Linked DNA regions of Sus scrofa: region 1 is linked to region 2. A link is a contact called in public Hi-C data. All regions are on one chromosome and are shown on one strand. The core of a region is the stretch at or near the end of the contact, and the rest is flanking DNA. Distances in the headings are between cores, read along the strand shown. Region 1 holds the start of COMT (catechol-O-methyltransferase). Region 2 holds the start of C14H22orf39 (UPF0545 protein C22orf39 homolog).

What was found. A called contact is a pair of places that touch in the nucleus more often than the background predicts.
Region 1: a Hi-C map of liver shows a contact between it and region 2, with 4 times the contacts expected there. The contact joins the promoter of COMT here to the promoter of C14H22orf39 in region 2. A contact is called at or near these places in 1 of 5 promoter capture datasets (liver), 1 of 47 Hi-C or Micro-C datasets (liver) and 1 of 2 datasets of contacts at active chromatin or transcription factors (alveolar macrophages).

The regions. Positions count from the first base shown.
Region 1 is chr14:51,395,911-51,401,070 of Sscrofa11.1, forward strand. COMT (catechol-O-methyltransferase) reads left to right here and starts at 2,429. Exons shown (of 4, transcript NM_001195330.2): 1 at 2,429-2,716; 2 at 3,439-3,632; 3 at 3,899-4,030. The coding sequence starts at 2,431.
Region 2 is chr14:51,109,515-51,114,991 of Sscrofa11.1, forward strand. C14H22orf39 (UPF0545 protein C22orf39 homolog) reads right to left here and starts at 2,871. Exons shown (of 3, transcript XM_001929616.6): 1 at 2,773-2,871; 2 at 2,480-2,647. The coding sequence starts at 2,796. UFD1 (ubiquitin fusion degradation protein 1 homolog) reads right to left here. Exons shown (of 12, transcript XM_001929622.7): 12 at 4,344-5,148. The coding sequence ends at 5,074.

The sequences.
Region 1 (5,160 bases), core at 1,179-3,678, 290 kb after region 2:
TTGTCTTTTGTTGCCTGTGCTTTTGGTGTCATCTCTAAGATTCCATTGCCAAATTCAAGGCCATGAAGATTTACTGTGTTTTCTTCTAAGAGTTTTGTGATTTCACTCTTCAAGTCAGGTCTTGGGTGCATTTTGAGTTATTTTTTGTATGTGGTGTGAGGTACGCCCTCTTGTGGGTGGAATTCTAGTTGTCCCAGAGCCAACTGTGAACTCTCCCATGGAGGGGTCCTGACACCTTGTAAACACCAATGTGAGGGTTTGTTTCTGGCCTCTCAGTTCTGTCCATTGGTCTTGTGCAAGAACCACACTGCAGTAGCTTCATGGTAGGTTCGAGATCAGGATGTGTGAGTCCTCTAGCTTCATTCTTTTCCAGAATTGTTTTGGCTCATGTGGGTCCCTTAAGACTCCATATGACCTTCAGGGTGGGTGTTGCATTGTGTCTGAGGGTCTCCGCAGGTAATGATGACATCTTGACAGTGTCAGTCTCCAGTCCGTAAATGTGGAATTTTTTTTTTTTTTTTGTCTTTTTGTCTTTTTTGTTATTGTTGTTGTTGCTATTTCTTGGGCCACTCCCGCGGCATATGGAGGTTCCCAGGCTAGGGGTTGAATCGGAGCTGAAGCCACCGGCCTACACCAGAGCCACAGCAACTCAGGATCCGAGCCGCGTCTGCAGTCTACATCACAGCTCAGGGCAATGCCGGATCCTTAACCCACTGAGCAAGGGCAGGGACCGAACCCGCCACCTCATGGTTCCTAGTCGGATTCGTTAACCACTGCGCCACAATGGGAACTCCGGATGTGTTTTCATTTATGTGTCTCCTTCAACTTCTTTTTTTTTTTTTTTCTTTTGAGGGCCGCACCCACAGCATATGGAGGTTCCCAGGCTAGGGGTCTAATTGGAGCTGTTGCTGCCGGCCTATGCTAGAGCCACGGCAACGCCAGATCCGAGCCGTGTCTGCGATCTACACCACAGCTCACAACAACGCTGGATCCTTAACCCACTGAGTGAGGCCAGGGATCGAATCTGCAACTCATGGTTCCTAGTCAGATTTGTTTCCACTGCGCCATGACAGGAACTTTCCTCAACTTCTTTCAGGCTCTCATGATGCTAAAGTGTCACTGGTGGTGGCCTCATACAGACCCAACCAGACCTCTGTGGCTGTCCCTCCCAGGAGGCCCCTGCCGTGAGGCGGGAGTCAGGAGATAATAGCATTCTGCTCAGAGCTTTGCCCCTCCCCTCTCTTCTGTCAAGAAGCAGGTTTGGAAAGTGTGCTTGGCAAGCCCCTTAAAACCCCCCTAAGGAGTTCTCGTTGTGGCTCAGTGGTTAACGAACCTGACTAGTATCCATGAGGACGAAGGTCAATCCCTGGCCTCACTCAGTGGGTTAAGGATCTGGCATTGCCATGAGCTGTGGTGTAGGTCATAGATGCGGCTTTGATCCCGCATTGCTGTGGCTTTAGTGTAGCCAGTTGACCCCTAGCCTGGGAACTTCCGTATGCCAGGAGTATGGCCCTAAAAAGACACACACAAAAAAGATCCATCCTTTGCTGCTGAGCTCAGAGGAAGAGTGTGGGGGTGGAGCCATCTGGCCAGAGTGGGGCAGGGGGAGAGCTGGCGGGACCACTCTGACCCACTCACCCCTGCTTACTCTGTCCCATTTAAACAGGCCACTGTCCACGCCTCCCTGTTCATTCTCTGCTCTGCCTGCCAAGCTCCTCCTCATGGTCTAGGGTGTTGGGGTCTACAGTCCTGTGCTGTGCCGGAGGGTCTCCCCTCTAAGACCCTTGGCCTGCCTGCTGTTGAGATGGGAGCTTCTCAGAGAGCAGGGTCCTGTGTGGCCGCTGGCTTTCCAAGGTCCTTCCCTTTGTGTGACCCCATGAGTGACTATTGGCCTTTCCCTGTGTATGACCTGAGTGACCACGGGTCCCAGAGGAAGCGTCACGCCTTTCTTGGTATTTAATCCTTTTTTGTCTTAACCCTCTGCTCCAGTACCAGCTCATCTGACTGGGGCCCCAGACAATTGCCCAGAGGGGCCCTTGCCAGAGAGTGCAGGAGAGGGCCCCCTGAAAGTGATGTCCTTAGGCTGCCAGGGAAGGTAAGAGGCAGCTGGGGGTGGGGGCAGCTGTGACTGGCAGCCCCCAGCAGGACAGCTAGATGAAAGATGAACCTGCTCTCACTTGGGGCATGGCTGCAGCAGGAAGTGGTTTGCAGGTGGGGCTCTGCTCACTGGGAGCTGGCAACCTGGCATCTGGCTGGCCTCTGAACCTTTGGCCCCATCAGCACAAAGGGGCAGAGCAGCACTCCCAAAGTGGGATGGTGGATCAGCCAGGAGAGCCAGTCGCTAAAGCCAAGGGGCGTGGTGCTCCCAGGGGGCCGTGAGGCTGCCTGGCCCTAGCCTTCTGCCCTCCCCTTCGCCCCACCCCTTCGCAGATGCTAGAGGCCCTGCCCCTGCTGCTGGCAGTCTGCTCCTTGGTCCTGGTGCTGCTGACACTGTTGTGGCTGCTGCCACACCCGAAGTGCTCTCTCATCTTCATTGCCTGGGAAGAGTTTATCCTGCTTCCCGTCAGGAACCTCCTCATGGGCAGCAGCAAGGAACAGCGCATTCTGCAATATGTGCTGCAGCACGCAGTGGCGGGGGACCCAGAGAGCGTGCTGGACACCATCGACACCTACTCCTCTCAGAAGGAGTGGGCCATGCACGTGGGCAGAAAGAAAGGTAGGCAGTGTGGCAGCCAGCACGGGAGAGGCCATGGTTGCCATGATCCCCGGTGTGGGCTGAGGCCCAGTCTCCCACACCCCGGTGAGGTTCAGGCCCTGACACGCGTGACCCTGTCCCCATGCAGAGGGAGGGATGTTTGATGATAAGCCCCTGGAGGTGCTGTTCCAGGTGGCCTTGCTCACAGGGGCCAGAGGCCACAGCAGTCTCCTTGGGAGCCCTGCACTCTCACGCCATCTGGCAGAGCCAGTGCTGGCACAGGGCGGGCAGTGCCTCCTGGGTGTTCTGGCTGGGCATGAAGGCATATAGCAACCCTTGGACCCTGCCTGGTGCAGATTCCAGGCCCTCCCCCAGGCCACCTCCTGACCTTTGGCCTCTAGCCTGGGTCACATGCCCCCTGTACCCAGAAGTTGGACCCTGATGACAGATGTAATAGCCACGGTCTGGCCCCCTTGGACCTTCTGACAGTGTCTGGCTCAAGGAAGCTGGGAGGCTCTGAGTGCCACCTGAGGACACAGTGGGGTGTGGTTTCCACAGAGGGCAGCTCTGATTCAGGATGAGCATGAGTCACCCAAAATGGTGGGAAAGAGGGAACAGCATGTGTGGAAAGCACAAAGGCCTGACGGGCTGGAGTTGAGAGGGGCTGCCTCTCAGTGGAGAGGGAGCTGAGCCAGGAGTGGGAGTGGACCAGCCCCTTTGCCTGCTCATCTCCACCCCCGCAGGCCAGATCGTGGACACTGTGGTGCAGGAGCAGCGTCCTTCTGTGCTGCTGGAGCTGGGGGCTTACTGTGGCTACTCGGCTGTGCGCATGGCCCGCCTGCTGCTGCCCAGCGCCCGGCTGCTGACCATCGAGCTTAACCCTGACAATGCTGCCATCGCCCAGCAGGTGGTGGACTTCGCAGGCCTGCAGGACAGGGTACGCTGCTGTCCCAGGGATGACAGATGTGGACACTGAGACTCTGGGGGACCAGGAGAGCAGGGAGGGCTGGGTCATAGCGAGGCCACATTTACCCAGCTGGCTGGCATCCAGTTTTACAGAGCAGGAGACCTGAGACTGCCCAGAGGAACGGGCAGAGCCAGGACCTGTCTCCCAGAACCCCAAAGTAAATTGCCAGTGGGCATGCATGGGGTTTGGGTGGGCTGTTTGCCCTGGGGGCCGGACACTGACAAGGGCTCTTCCAGGTGACCGTTGTCGTCGGGGCATCCCAGGACATCATCCCTCAGCTGAAGAAGAAATATGATGTGGATACGCTGGACATGGTCTTTCTTGACCACTGGAAGGACCGGTACCTGCCAGACACGCTCCTGCTAGAGGTGAGCCTTACACATGGCTGCTAGGTCAATGGGCCTCAGCCCCTGAAGAGCCAGGTTCCCCAGCTGAGCCCTGCCATGGGGGCCCAGTGGCTTGGGCTGGCCCGCCTGAGGTCAGGACATGATGGGGAGCAGGGGGCTCAGGGGCCCAGGCAGCATGGATTCTGAAGGAGAGGGGTTCTGGGCAGAGGGAGTGGCCAGGGTCCCACCAGGTGGCAAGGTGGCAGGGAGGGTGAATCTAGGGACCAAAACACCTGGGCTGAGAGGGCCCAGGGCTGGGGAGGCAGGAGGAGGACAGCCTAGTGGCCGTGCGGCTCCCCTACCCATCCTGATCCTTGTCGTGCGGCCCCTGTGCCCCTATCCCCCATCCCCCATCTCCAGTCTGTCCATCCCTCAGAGCCAGCTGCTCGGCCAGCACCAAATGGTGACCAGTGGGACTGCGTTGTCCCCAGGTAGGTGGGGCTTGGAGCCCTCACTGAGCTCAACACTGATGGCCACCACCTCATCCCTCCTGGGCTGTCAAAGGGACACTTAGTGGTTTGGGACACTCTGGCCCATCATGGCCTCCCTGCCCAACCAGCATGGGGTGGCTACCTCAGCTCCCCCACAGGCTGGGCAATGCCTGGTGCTGAGGGATGCTGAGCATGGGGGGCACAGCCCCTGGAGCCAGAGCTGGAGGCCAGGCAGGTCCTGCCCCAAGAGGTTCTGGTGTGGGTGTGGAGGGCTAGGCACCTGCACGTGGCGAGAAGGGGCCAGCACTAGACTGGTGGGTGTGAAAGGGCACAAGTATTCTGGGGTCAGGCAGAGGGGTGGTGGTGGCCAGGGCCGTGTGAGGTTTGACGCACAGGCAGGAGTACAGCAGGGGAGGGCAGGTTAGACCTGTCTTCCAGGAAGACCCTGTTGTCTGTGCGGAGTGGAGGGGGTGGTGGTGGGAAGGTGTTGCGAGGGTACCCAAGGCCAGGGCTGGGGCGGCTGTAGGGAGCACACCTGGGCAGGGACCAGGCAGCCACCCATCTGGACTTACGTCGCCAAGCGGGGGGGCGGTTTGAGCAGCTTTGGTGTGTGTGGTAATTATGGGGTCTGCATTGATAGAAAAGCAGCAAATATTGCCCTTTGTAACTAAGAAACTAATA
Region 2 (5,477 bases), core at 1,621-4,120:
CAAAGGAGAGTGGTCACAGTCACTCTCAGCCTCACGTGCTCCCTGTACATGTCCACTCTCCGCACCAGCCACACACGTGACAATGCCCAGGAAACCTTGGTGAGCACCTGGCACATACACATCCAAGATGCTCATTCTTCTCCTGAGCTACCGCAAAAACCTGCTGTGCAGATAACCATTTTCAAGGATTTTTTTTTTTTTTTTTTTTTTGCTTTTTGGGGCTGCTCCTGTGGCATATGGAAGTTCCCCAGGCTTAGGGTTGAATTGGAGCTATAGCTGCTAGCCTGCGCCCCAGCCACAGCAATGTCAGATCTGAGCCACACCTGCAACCTACACCACTGCTCACGGCAAGGCAAGGGATTGAACCTGCAACACCATGGTTCCTTCTTGGGTTCGTTAACCACTGAGCCACGAAGGAAACTCTTCGAGGACATTATTTATTTATTTATTTGTCTTTTTGCCTTTCTAGGGCTGCTCCCGCGGCATATAGAGGTTCCCAGGCTAGGGGGTCTAATCGGAGCTGTAGCCACTGGCCTACGCCAGAGCCACAGCAATGCCAGATCCGAGCCGCAACCACAACTACACCATAGCTCATGGCAACACTGGATCCTTAACCCACTGAGCAAGGGCAGGGATTGAACCCGCAACCTCATGGTTCCTAGTCGGATTTGTTTCCACTGTGCCACAACGGGAACTTCTCAAGGAAATTTTAAAACTTTCCTCCTGGGCCTCAGGGTGCAATGCCTTCCCTTGACCTTACCAGACTCACCTGCTAGGACCAGCTGTGGGCTAAGCAGGAGAAGACAGCCTGAAAGAGTGGCTAGAGGAAGGGTGATGCTAGGGACACACGCCTGGAGTCCCACAGGCAACAGGTTCCACTCCCACCAATAACAGCCAGGACAGGGCCTACTGGGTGCAGGCGCTGTGCTGGCTGCTTTAAGTGTAGTTTCACCTCCACCTGTTTTCGTTCAAGTCCTACTGTCTCATATGGGATGTTTTTGATCTCATTTAAAAAACAATCAGAGGGGAGTTCCCGTTGTAGAGAGGCGGAAACAAATCCAACTAGTATCCATGAGGATTGGGGTTCTACCCTGGCCTTGCACAGTGGGTCAGGGATGTGGCGTTGCCATGAGCTGTGCTGTGGGTCACAGACGTGGCTTGGATCCCAAGTTGCATGGCATAGGCCAGGAGTTGTAGCTGCAATTTGACCCCTAGTCTGGGAACTTCCATATGCTGCCAGTGCTGCCCTAAAAAAATAAAAATAAAAAACACAGAGTCAATGTGGAAGACTCCTAGATCTCCATCTCTGCAGTGAATCAACAGCTTCCCCAATACCATCTGAGGCCTAAATTTTAGAGCTATTACGTTTCCCAAGGAAGGAATAATCTGGCTAGTGAACATCTCGCTTTTCTCATTAAGTGACATACTGTGGGTATCTCTGCACATGGGGATGGATTACTACCTGTTCTTAAGAGCTGTGTGATACTCCATGATGGAGAAGACATCATCTGGTCAAATGTCTATTACTGGGCTTTAGGACACTTTCAGTCTTTGCACTATTACAAACAGTGACACTATGCACATTTTGAACCTGTAATTTGTTACCCAATTACTTCCTTAGGATAAACTTTCAGAGTTAAAATTGTGGGGTTAAAAGGTATGTGTTTGACATTTAGATAATCAGAACTCCTGACATTCCATCAGCACTGCCCAAGTGCCTGACTCTGCAAACCCCTGTGGACATTCCACTGGGCAGAAACCACTTACTGTCATTTCAATCCTATACCAGACCATTTGGTTTCCTTTTAGAATGAATTTCTTTGTGCTCCTTGCCTGCTTTTCTACTCTAAAATCATTTCCATTTTTCTTAGTGATACATGACAGCTACCTTTAAAATATTATACAGCATTCTTCCCATAGAAACTACAACTATCTTTCCCACTTTCCACTTATCAAGACTTGGCATCATTTTCTTTTACACACACTAGTCCTGCTGGCTCCCTCCCCCGAAAACCCCCAACTCCCCATGAGCACTGCCCACTCACAGCTTCACTCCATCCCCTACCCCCACCCTCCGGCTCCAAGGCACCCCTGTATCCTAGACTGGGATGTAGGAGCCAGGACAGGGGCTGTGACCTTCCAAAGTGTTCAGTGTCTGCTGAATGAATGGACAAGAACTCTCTCCTGACTGGTCTCCCACGCCTCCACCATTATATTCTCTCACCCTGGCAGCCACACTGATCTTTTAAAGATGTAAATCAAAGCAGGCGTCCCAGCATGCGTGGAGGCTAGGATCTAGCCCCTCTTTTAAAGTCTGCCAGGTCTATCCTCACCGCAGCCCCTGCGGCCCGGCCCCTGTTCCCTGCAGCGTCAGGCCTTCTTGTGCCCCCGGCTGGGTGACGCCGCTGGGCTTGGTCCTCGTCTTCCAGAGTTCGGCAGAACCACTCTCTGCAGGCGAGGCAGATCACCTGGGCCTCACCTGGGCCTCGGCGCTGCGGCGCTCCTCCCACTCGCGGCAGCTGGCCAGGTCGCGTCCCCACTGCCCGCAGGCCGGCCTCTCCCCGTGGACGTAGTAATGGTGCAGGAAGTGCCCGGCGCTGCGGCACAGCTCCCACTCCGCTCGGTAGGCCTCACACGGGCGTGGTGGCTGCGGGGACCCGAGAGTGAGCGGGGACGCAGTGCCCGCCCCGCGCGGCCCGAACCCGGTCACCGTCCGCCGGTCCGCCCCTCCCGAACCCAGTCACCGCCCGACGCGGCACCTCCACCGATCACCTGCCAGCCTCCGCCTTCCGCCATGTCCAGGAGCCTGCTGAGCCCGCCTCCTGAGCCCGCGGGCCGTGTGACTGACGGTGGAGGAACCAATGAGCCCCGAGATCTCACCGCTTGCCGGGTGAACAGGACGTCCGGGTTAGCAGCCAATAACAGCCGAGGGCGGGCGGGGAGTGGGACCTAGAGGCCGGGGCGGGGCCTGCAGGGCCGGTGTAAGCGGAGCGCGCCGCCCGGGTCGCAGAGCTGCGTTGAGGTGGTGACAGCGGCCGTCAGCTCTGGCCCGCAAGCGCTGGGCTACAGAGGCCGTTTCTGACGGAACCACGCGGTTCAGACGGGTTCTTAACAGAAACTTTATTTTCATAAAAGACCTGTACATTTCGTAAGCACAAACCGGCATCAGCGCCTCGTGGCCAGGTCTCTGGCTGCAGCAATCTCGCCAGTGTCCAGGATGTGCCGGGCTATGAGGCCACGGAGGGGAAAGCAAGCCCTGCGGGTGGGTGTCCGGATGTCGTGTTAGGGGCGATGCTCACTGAGTCTGGGGAGACAGGACCTTTGTTCACAGATGCCCAGGAGACAATGACAGCGAAGGGGAGTAGTCTGGTGGGCCTGCGACACCGCTGCAGATGGTGGTTCTCCATCTCCTGCCAACCTTGTACAGGCCCTGGGGCCCCTTGCAAGGTGGATGCCTGGCTCCCTGGGGAGTGACACTGGGTCAGGTGGGAAAGCTGGCTCACAGAGCAAGCTCGGAGAAGACATCGTTTATGGCCAGCTGCAGGCCGGGGTACGGCAGTGACGACCATGCCCACAGACAACACCCCACTGTGTCACCAGAAGACCTACCAATGGGGTCCACCTGTGGCCCAAGCAGGGAGTGTGCCTCCAGGAAAGGACCAGGAGGGCTTTCCTTGTCTACACAGTGGATGTTGCTCAGAGAAGACAAAAACCCAGGACAATCATGCTCCATTAACAATCATTATGCATAAAATGACCTGTTAGCAGATGTGATCCAGCAAACTGTGGCTGTCTACCCGCTAAGGAGGGCTTTGACTTCTGCCAGTGACCCCAGGACCCCTTAAGTGGACAGTCAGGTAGGTCACATTCATTGCCAGTGGTATGGACCAGAGGGCCCAGCCCTGGTCACCATGATGACCTTTGCTCATTCTTAGGACATGTGGGTAAACCCTGGTCCATCGTCCTGCAGGGGAGCTCCATTCAGACAAGTAGGAACAAGGGAATACCCTGCTGGGCCTGACCATCCCCACCCAGGGGTCAGAGAACCTCATTTCTCCCTATATTCTTAGGGAGCCCCCAGAAGAGTTCTTTTCTAAGCACAGGATTGGATCGGCACCTGCAAGCAGGCCTCCCTCCAGCTGGGTCAGTGGCCCAACTGTCAACTCATGTTGGTACCTCATCAAACATTTAGAGGCAATTCAGATTTTAATCATTGCCTGTTTTTATTTGAAATTCTTGATTCAGAATTAGTTTTAAGGAACAAAAGATTAAAATAATTGGATTAACATGTCAAAAGAGCTCATATTATAGAAAGTGAGACTAAATTAATACTAGTAAATAAAGACAGGCCAACAGAAACTTTAATGATTTAATACATTAAAACTGGGAGTGGTGGGTAGGGAAGGAGAAAGAACACTTCTTTAGCTTTCATTTATTCTAATACTCATATATGTGCTTCACCATGTTGTTTTACAGCAGAAGAGACTGATTAAGAAGGCAGTTATTTCCAAATGAAATCAAAATAAAAGTGGAAATGCTTTCAGATCAGCTTTTCCGAGTAATGTCTTTTAGTGATGAAAAAAACAAACAAACCAACATTGTAAAATCAAAATAGAAACACCCTTCCTCAAATACTTAAATTGCAGCCAGAGTAATGGGAGAGCCACTATTTATAGAGAGCACTTATCTGTTTAAACCACTTTTTTTCCAGGCCAAAGGCAACTATGACAACTATGACCTGGAAAAAGAAAGGTCAAATGAAGAAAAAACACCACAGCTTGGAGCAGTTCAATCCCTTCACAGGTTTTGAACAGGAATTGGGGGACTCTGCTGCAGCTGAGGCAGTGAGCGAGCCTTGAGGGCTGAAAGCAGGGAGTGGTGACCCGAGATGGCTGCTCCTTCCCCCAATCAGGTGCACAACTCCACGGCCTGCTGTTCCACTTCCAGTCAGACCTGAGAATTCTTAGGTAATTCTAAACAAACCTAAGGTGACAGAGCATCCCCATCAGAGCCAGTAACTAAAAGCCATCATGTTGCAATTACTTTATTTTCCAATCAGCCAACAGTCCTAACCTATGGCTTTCTTCCCTTTTTACGCAATGACTGCCCTTCTCCAGAGAAGGCGACGAATCTGCCTCCAGCTTCATCCTAAGTGTGAAGAGAAAATACTATTTTCAGAAACTCCTTGGAATTAAAAAAAAAAAAAAGGTTTATCTGTTGACTCATGTACCATTTGCCCATTTTCCTTAACCCCCTATTATTTATAAGAAATGTCTTTGAAATAGAAATACAAATTATAATCTACTGAATTGAAAACAAAGCCATGGAATCACAAGCCTGCATCTACCACAGCCTTTCGTCTCAGGCTGAACGTGTACACATCCTTTTGCACAGGCACCACATTTCAACGCAAGCATTACAAAATATACCCCCCAAATAACACATGCAGCCACTGTCTCATACACATGTCTATAAAC